Regions from separate parts of the Mus musculus genome. Here region 2 is linked to region 1. The links are chromatin contacts, called in public Micro-C maps. All regions are on one chromosome and are shown on one strand. The core of a region is the stretch at or near the end of the contact, and the rest is flanking DNA. Distances in the headings are between cores, read along the strand shown.

What was found. Hi-C and Micro-C count contacts between places; a contact is called where the count stands out from the background.
Region 2: a Micro-C map of brown adipocytes shows a contact between it and region 1, with 5 times the contacts expected there. The contact joins two enhancer-like sites. A contact is called at or near these places in 2 of 484 Hi-C or Micro-C datasets (brown adipocytes and embryonic stem cells) and 1 of 115 datasets of contacts at active chromatin or transcription factors (fibro-adipogenic progenitors).

The regions. Positions count from the first base shown.
Region 1 is chr14:67,414,093-67,417,158 of GRCm38.p6, forward strand. It overlaps Ebf2 (early B cell factor 2), which reads left to right. Exons shown (of 16, transcript NM_001360202.1): 14 at 271-456. Among named protein-coding and RNA genes, the nearest start is that of Gm10860, 17 kb to the right of the region's middle. Within about 2 kb of position 1,494, at least 12 of the 459 cell types and tissues checked have an H3K27ac peak or open chromatin away from gene starts, as enhancers often do. A contact at or near this core is called in brown adipocytes, where this site is marked.
Region 2 is chr14:67,620,234-67,623,473 of GRCm38.p6, forward strand. No RefSeq gene overlaps it. Among named protein-coding and RNA genes, the nearest start is that of Gm24981, 55 kb to the left of the region's middle. Within about 2 kb of position 1,423, at least 28 of the 459 cell types and tissues checked have an H3K27ac peak or open chromatin away from gene starts, as enhancers often do. A contact at or near this core is called in brown adipocytes, where this site is marked.

The sequences.
Region 1 (3,066 bases), core at 244-2,743:
GTAGATGTGCCAGTCACCCCAGTGTGATCATTGCCCATTGCATGCATTAAAAAACAAAACAAAACAAACAACAAACAAACAAAAACAAATAACGGGTGGACAGTGACTACATATCAATGAAAAATAAAGTGCCGCAAGGGAGCTTCACTTCCCACTGGTGCATGGCCCCGGTAACCTGACAATCTGGGGTGGGTGTGGACGAGCGCAATCCACATTTGGACGGTGGTGGGTACTGCTTTGTTTACCTGGCCTGTTTCTTCTGTTGTCAAGGATACATCCGCAACACAAGCAGCATCTCCCCGCGGGGATACTCCTCCAGCTCCACGCCTCAGCAATCTAATTACAGCACCTCCAGCAACAGCATGAACGGCTACAGCAATGTTCCTATGGCCAACCTGGGTGTGCCAGGATCCCCGGGATTTCTGAATGGCTCACCCACGGGCTCCCCATATGGAAGTAAGTGACCTTTGCCATCCATCTGGCACTGTACGCCTCCCCCGCAAAGGTTTCAGCCCTCAGCCTTTTAGGAGATAGCTGTATTCCCAGATGGTATGAACGCATGGGAGATAGTCTCATTGCCTGATGAAAGGTCCTTTCTGCCTTTTGTTCTTTTCTCATGGCTGAACTTAAACTTCCCAGTTGGTGTCCTCCTGGGGGAGGATAGGAAGCAAACCCATTCCCTTGTATAAGGTACATGTGGCTTGTGTATGTGGGGGGAGGAGTGGACATTTCATTTCAGCTAACAGTGTGCACCTGATTCAGCGGGCATTCTCACATGCACTATTTCTTTCTTTCTTCCTTTTTTTAAAAATTTTTTTTGGTTTATTTCATTTTAGCTGCATATTATGGGCAAAGAAGTTTGGTGCCGTAACTAGCCTAGCCACCCTCTATTACACAGCTAGAGTTTATCAGGTGGTAGCAGACACAGAACTGGTGGCCTCCCACTCCTCTGTCATGTCTTAATTTGTTATTTTCTTTCATAGTTTCTTACATATAATCCACTTTGATCATACCCCCACCCCACTATCTCCTCTTATCCCCTCCCCCTCCCACCAAAGCCCTTCTTCCTTGTGAGTCTCTCGTTGTGCACCATTGCAGTTACTTTGAGTAGCTTGCTTGGAAGAGGGTGGTTTAGTTGACCAAGGGTGACTCGTCGGCGGTTACACCACTGAGGAATATTACTGCCCTTTCCCTGGCAAGCATTTCCAGCCTTCAGTTCCTCTGGGAGAGGTGGGACCCTAAACAGGACATCTGTGTCGTGCTCTGCTTGATATTGTAACATGGCTCTGTCTGCCATTAAGCACCTCCAGAGAGATGGAAGTTGACTGTGTATAGCAGCATGCTGGATTTAGACAGAGCCTCTTAGCCTTAATCTATAGCAGCAAAGTCAATGGCTTGAGAAGTTGTGAAAAACCGATTTGGGTCGCTCTGGGAGCTAAGTTGGGAGCTTGCACAATGGTCCCTGGAGCCTGAAAGAGTGTGTTTTTCAAACCTGCTTAGGGAATACTTGAGGCCAGGGGCCATGCTGACATGGGGAGCCAAAGGATGGAGCAGAGAGCTCTTGAAATGTTGGCTGTTGTTACAAGTCCTGCCCCTGCCCTTCTCTTTACCCAGAGTGACTCCCTCGTGCCAGAAACAAGGACACATCAAGGGCAGCACACAGCCCTGTCAGCCATGGCTCAAGTGACAGGCCTTGGGGGCTATTTCTCACTGCCTTCAGAACCTTGGTTCCTGGGCCCACACAATCCCAAAATATTTCTGAGCTATGCTTTTAAGTCAGTATTACCCAGTGTGGTGGGGATTCAGGACCAAGGAGCTGAGTGCAGCGCAGGCCCTTTCTGTCTGTAGCTACCATGTGTCGTGTGTGTGTGTGTGTGTGTGTGTGTGTGTGTGTGTGTGTGTGTGACATGGCCTAGACTCACTGGAGCAGAGTATACATTATTGTTTATTGGTTTGTTTTTACTCCACTTAGAAAACAAAAGAAGAAAACCACAAAACTTCTTTTTCCAAAAGTATGTGGTAGAATGATCATCCAATGGACCATAGGAATGTGTAATATGCAAGCCAATGGGAAAGCGAGGCTAGGGGGGAAATGCATTTAGAATAACTTCATAAACCTAAGTCTGGGCATCGAGGCCATTCTATGTGATGCGCTCTGGTTTCCCAGTTACAAAATGCTATTGCAAAGGCTGTTCTCTGTGCTCTGTGTCTATCAGTATGACCGTGTTAGAGAACGCCAAAGAAACATAGACAGTTTAGCTGCTGAGACCAGGGTGGGTTTGTCACACACTTGGTCAAGAATGAGGTACCTTGTGTGACAATGAGGCTCTCCCTCTAACAGACCCCACAAGGAGCATGGTGGCATGAGAGAGAGAGCGCGCGCGCAACCATGCTTGCTTCACGGTGATTCTGACAGTGATTCACGTCTTCCTCTCTACAGGTTAAAGAACAATCTAGAGCCTAATCAGATCCCCTCAACCACTTTGTGGCACCCGTATAACAATAATTACGACCACCACTTTCCCTTATAAGAGATGGGGAGTTGATTAATGACCCACTCAAAGAGTCATAGTAGGTAAATGGCTCAAACGGAACCACAACACCTGTCACCAGACTAGGACTGGAATGCCGTGTTTTCAAATTATTCAGTAACACAAAGGATGGAAACTATTTACACTGTATCATTAGGTTAAAACAGACAGAATTTTCTTCTGGCCATTTTGTTAAATTTATTTTATGTGTCTGTGTGTGCGTGTGTGCGCACACACACACACACACACACACACACACACACACGTGCACATAGATTCCATGCCACATATAGAGGAATCAGAGGACAACTTTCAGGAGTTGAGTCTCCTCCCGTGTTAATCTCAAGTCAGCAGGCCCCTTACACTGAGTCATCTTGCCAGCCTTCATGTGACCATTTTTGATATCCAGAAATGGCAGTTTTTCATGGCTCAATCATAGGCCTATGTATATACAAGTTGAATATATTAAATAGTTGCTTTGTAGATTTTAAATAGTTTATTAATTATTAATATGCACTCTACTGGGCATCCTTTC
Region 2 (3,240 bases), core at 173-2,672, 210 kb after region 1:
TGCTCCGAGTGGGAGACTCAGCATGAAATCTGACCAAAGCCAAGTCTTACTGTTGCCTTCAATTTCATACCCAGCTAGTGCAGCTACTGAGGGTGGGGGTGGGGTATTTTCAAAGCAATACATATCATTAAAAGAAAGAAGAGGAAATTTGGCTTTGTGGTTTTCTTGGGAAACACAATACAGTGCTGTCATCCTTTGGTATCCACAGAAACTGATCCCTGGACACCCAAACACCCAAATCTGTTGATGCTGAAATTCCTCTATAAAATGGTGTAGCATCTGTGCATCACCTCTGTGCAACCTTCATGTAGAGTAACGCATCTCCAGATTATTTCTAACACCTACCAACACAATGGAAATGTTATGCAAGTAGCTATGGTCCCATGCTCTTTAGGCAAAGATGACAAGGTAAAAAAAAAATCTGTATGTGTTGAGCATATATACAGATTTTTTTTAATAGTCCCAATCTTCTGCTGGCTGGATATGAGGATGTGGAACCTATGAATTCAATGCACCAGTCATATGTGTCAAGCTCATTGTCCTGATAAATAAATTAAAAAAATACAAGCATGTTGAATATGAAACATAGGCTAACTTTGCAAAAGGAGAACTGAGGCAAGAATCAGTTCTTCTTGGGCAAAATTCTTAGTATTGTTCCACTAGAAAGATTCATTCCCCTTCAGCAAGAGGGAAAGATATTCCAACTACAGAGACCAAGGCATAGATAGCTCTCTGTTGCCATCCAGTGGGGCAGAGCTGTAAGTTAGCAAGATTCTTGGCTGAGCCGATCCAGTGCATAGAATCCCAATTTGCATAAAATCATGCTATCTCCTCCAAAGAATGAGTAAAGCTTCCAGAATGCACCACCTCCAGCCCTCCCACCTCCCTCATTAGCTGCTTTTGTTTGTCTTTGAGATAAAGGGATCTTGGCTGGCCTCTCCTTGTTGACTGAAAAATTCAGTGCTCAAAAAGAACAGCTTTTGTGGTACTTGGGCCAAACCTACAGTTCCCTAATTGGTTTAAAAGATGGGAAAACAGGGTGTGGAGAGAATAAATGTGAACCAGAGAAACAGAGAGAGAGTACACAGTGCTGGCGGGTAAGTGCCAAGTGGTAAATAAGTCCTTTTTATAGACTCATTTGGCCTCGGCTCTGCAAAGGCTTCCGTAATTGAGGGAGGAAGCAGACTTAAGGGCAGTCTTGAGTGACAGTCAATTCTTTCTAAGATCTGTGGCTGATTTGTAAAGAGATAACAGGGGCTCTCCTGTGTCCTTGAAGTCTAAGGGTTAGTTAACAGGAGGAAGCATTTAGATCCAATTATCCTGGAATTTTCCTTAAGAACACACTGGGCTTTCATTCAATGGGCTCGTGTCTGGGTTTCTTGCTCTGATCAACCCAAACAAGGCCAGTGGTCAGGTTGGTCACCAGTGGTCAGATGTCAATGACACAGACCACATGGCACTGTGGTGAGTCTAGGACACACTACAGGCAGCTTCAGACTGTGAAGCCCTGATGGGCTGATTGTATGGGAGTCCACAGGCATCCAGGTCAAGTATCTCTAAAACTGAGGTTTGCCTGCCCCGGAAAGTTAAATGGACTATCAGATGTCTCAGATGTCAAAACTGAACATATCAGAATGCCAATAAGCTAACCTGTGCTGTCTGGACATCTTGCAAACTCTGTCCTCTGTACAGCCCCTCGGGTAACACAGCATGTGTGTGTTCCTTCTGCGTGAACTGGCTGCTCTCTGACTCAGAAGAAAAGCCACAGCAAAACCTGGGAAGAGAAGCCACCCTCCACAAGCAAACAGACGCCCCCTCTCTCAGCACAAGCCCGAGTCCATTTGCAACAATCAGGAAAGCTATGACAAGAGTGGAGATTGCATTACATCTGCAACCACAATCGTATATATTACACATCTTGGGTGCTTTCTTATTTCACTTATCACTTAGTGATAAAGATGACTAACAGATATTAAAGTTATTAGTTTGTAATTCATCTTCATTGTTTTTTAACTCAACTTTTTCTCTTTTGGGCTCTGCATCAGTGTATTTGAGGAGTATCCAGAGATTGCATGATGAGCTATTTATTTTAAATCATTACCATTTGCAAATGCTTATCTGTAGAAATCAGAATGTGCTCAGTTCTCTTCTGCTAGGGCAAAACATAAAACTGGGTGAGGTGGTGCACTCGTCTAATCCCGGGGCTTGGGAGGGGAGGATCAGGGGTTGGAAGTCATCCTCCACTCCAAAGCAGGTTCAAGGCCAGCCTAGGTTACACAGGTCCCTGTTTCAAAAACTGAAAGACGGTCCTACACTAATAAATCCAGAATAAATATCATATATTTATCATATATAATGATAGTGATGTCATATATAAGATATTGATATTGTATCATCTATATATGATATTATATATATGGTTACTATTATCATATCATGGTATTTATAGTATATATAATATATCACATACTATGTGATATATTACATATTGTATTATATATATCATATATATGATATATATGATATAATATACATGTATATATAATATTATAACCATAAATGTTTAACACTGGATTTTAAAAAACATAATAGTGGTCTTCTATTGACTAAAAAGGCAAATGAGCATAATTTTTGTAGGTTATCATGGACTAAAATATGTCTCTCCAAAGCTTGAGCTCTCAGTAACTCATAACCTAATTACATTGAGTGAGAAAAGGTGGGCTAAAATTGAAAAAAGGCTGGAGGAACCTGGTCCCACTTGAGTGGTATCCTTCTTAAAAAAACCATGAGGACACAGACATGATGGCCACATGAAGACCAGGAAGGGAAGGTGACCACCTACAAGCCAAATCCTAAGGCCGCCAAAGAAAACAGCCCCGCTGGCAGCAGCCTGGTATCAGACTCACAGCCTCCAGAACACACGAACACAAACATCATCAGTGGAAGACGCCCAGCGTGTGGTGTTTGGTTATTACATCCTGAGAAACTGAATCCAGAGTCCAGATCAGTTAGATCTGAAATTTCCCACCGTACCACATCCTGCCTTCCCAGCCTTAGCTTTCTGTTGTATTTTGATTTTAGTAGCTTATCAAGATATTAATTCACACAGCACAAAATTTGCTTGCTGTGGGCGTATAGTTTAATGATTTCAGTATATCTGCAGAGCATTGTACAATCCTGACCACAATACCACCTAATCTTGAAGTGGACACTTAAGGCCTCCAGGCCTCAGCTTGTCGT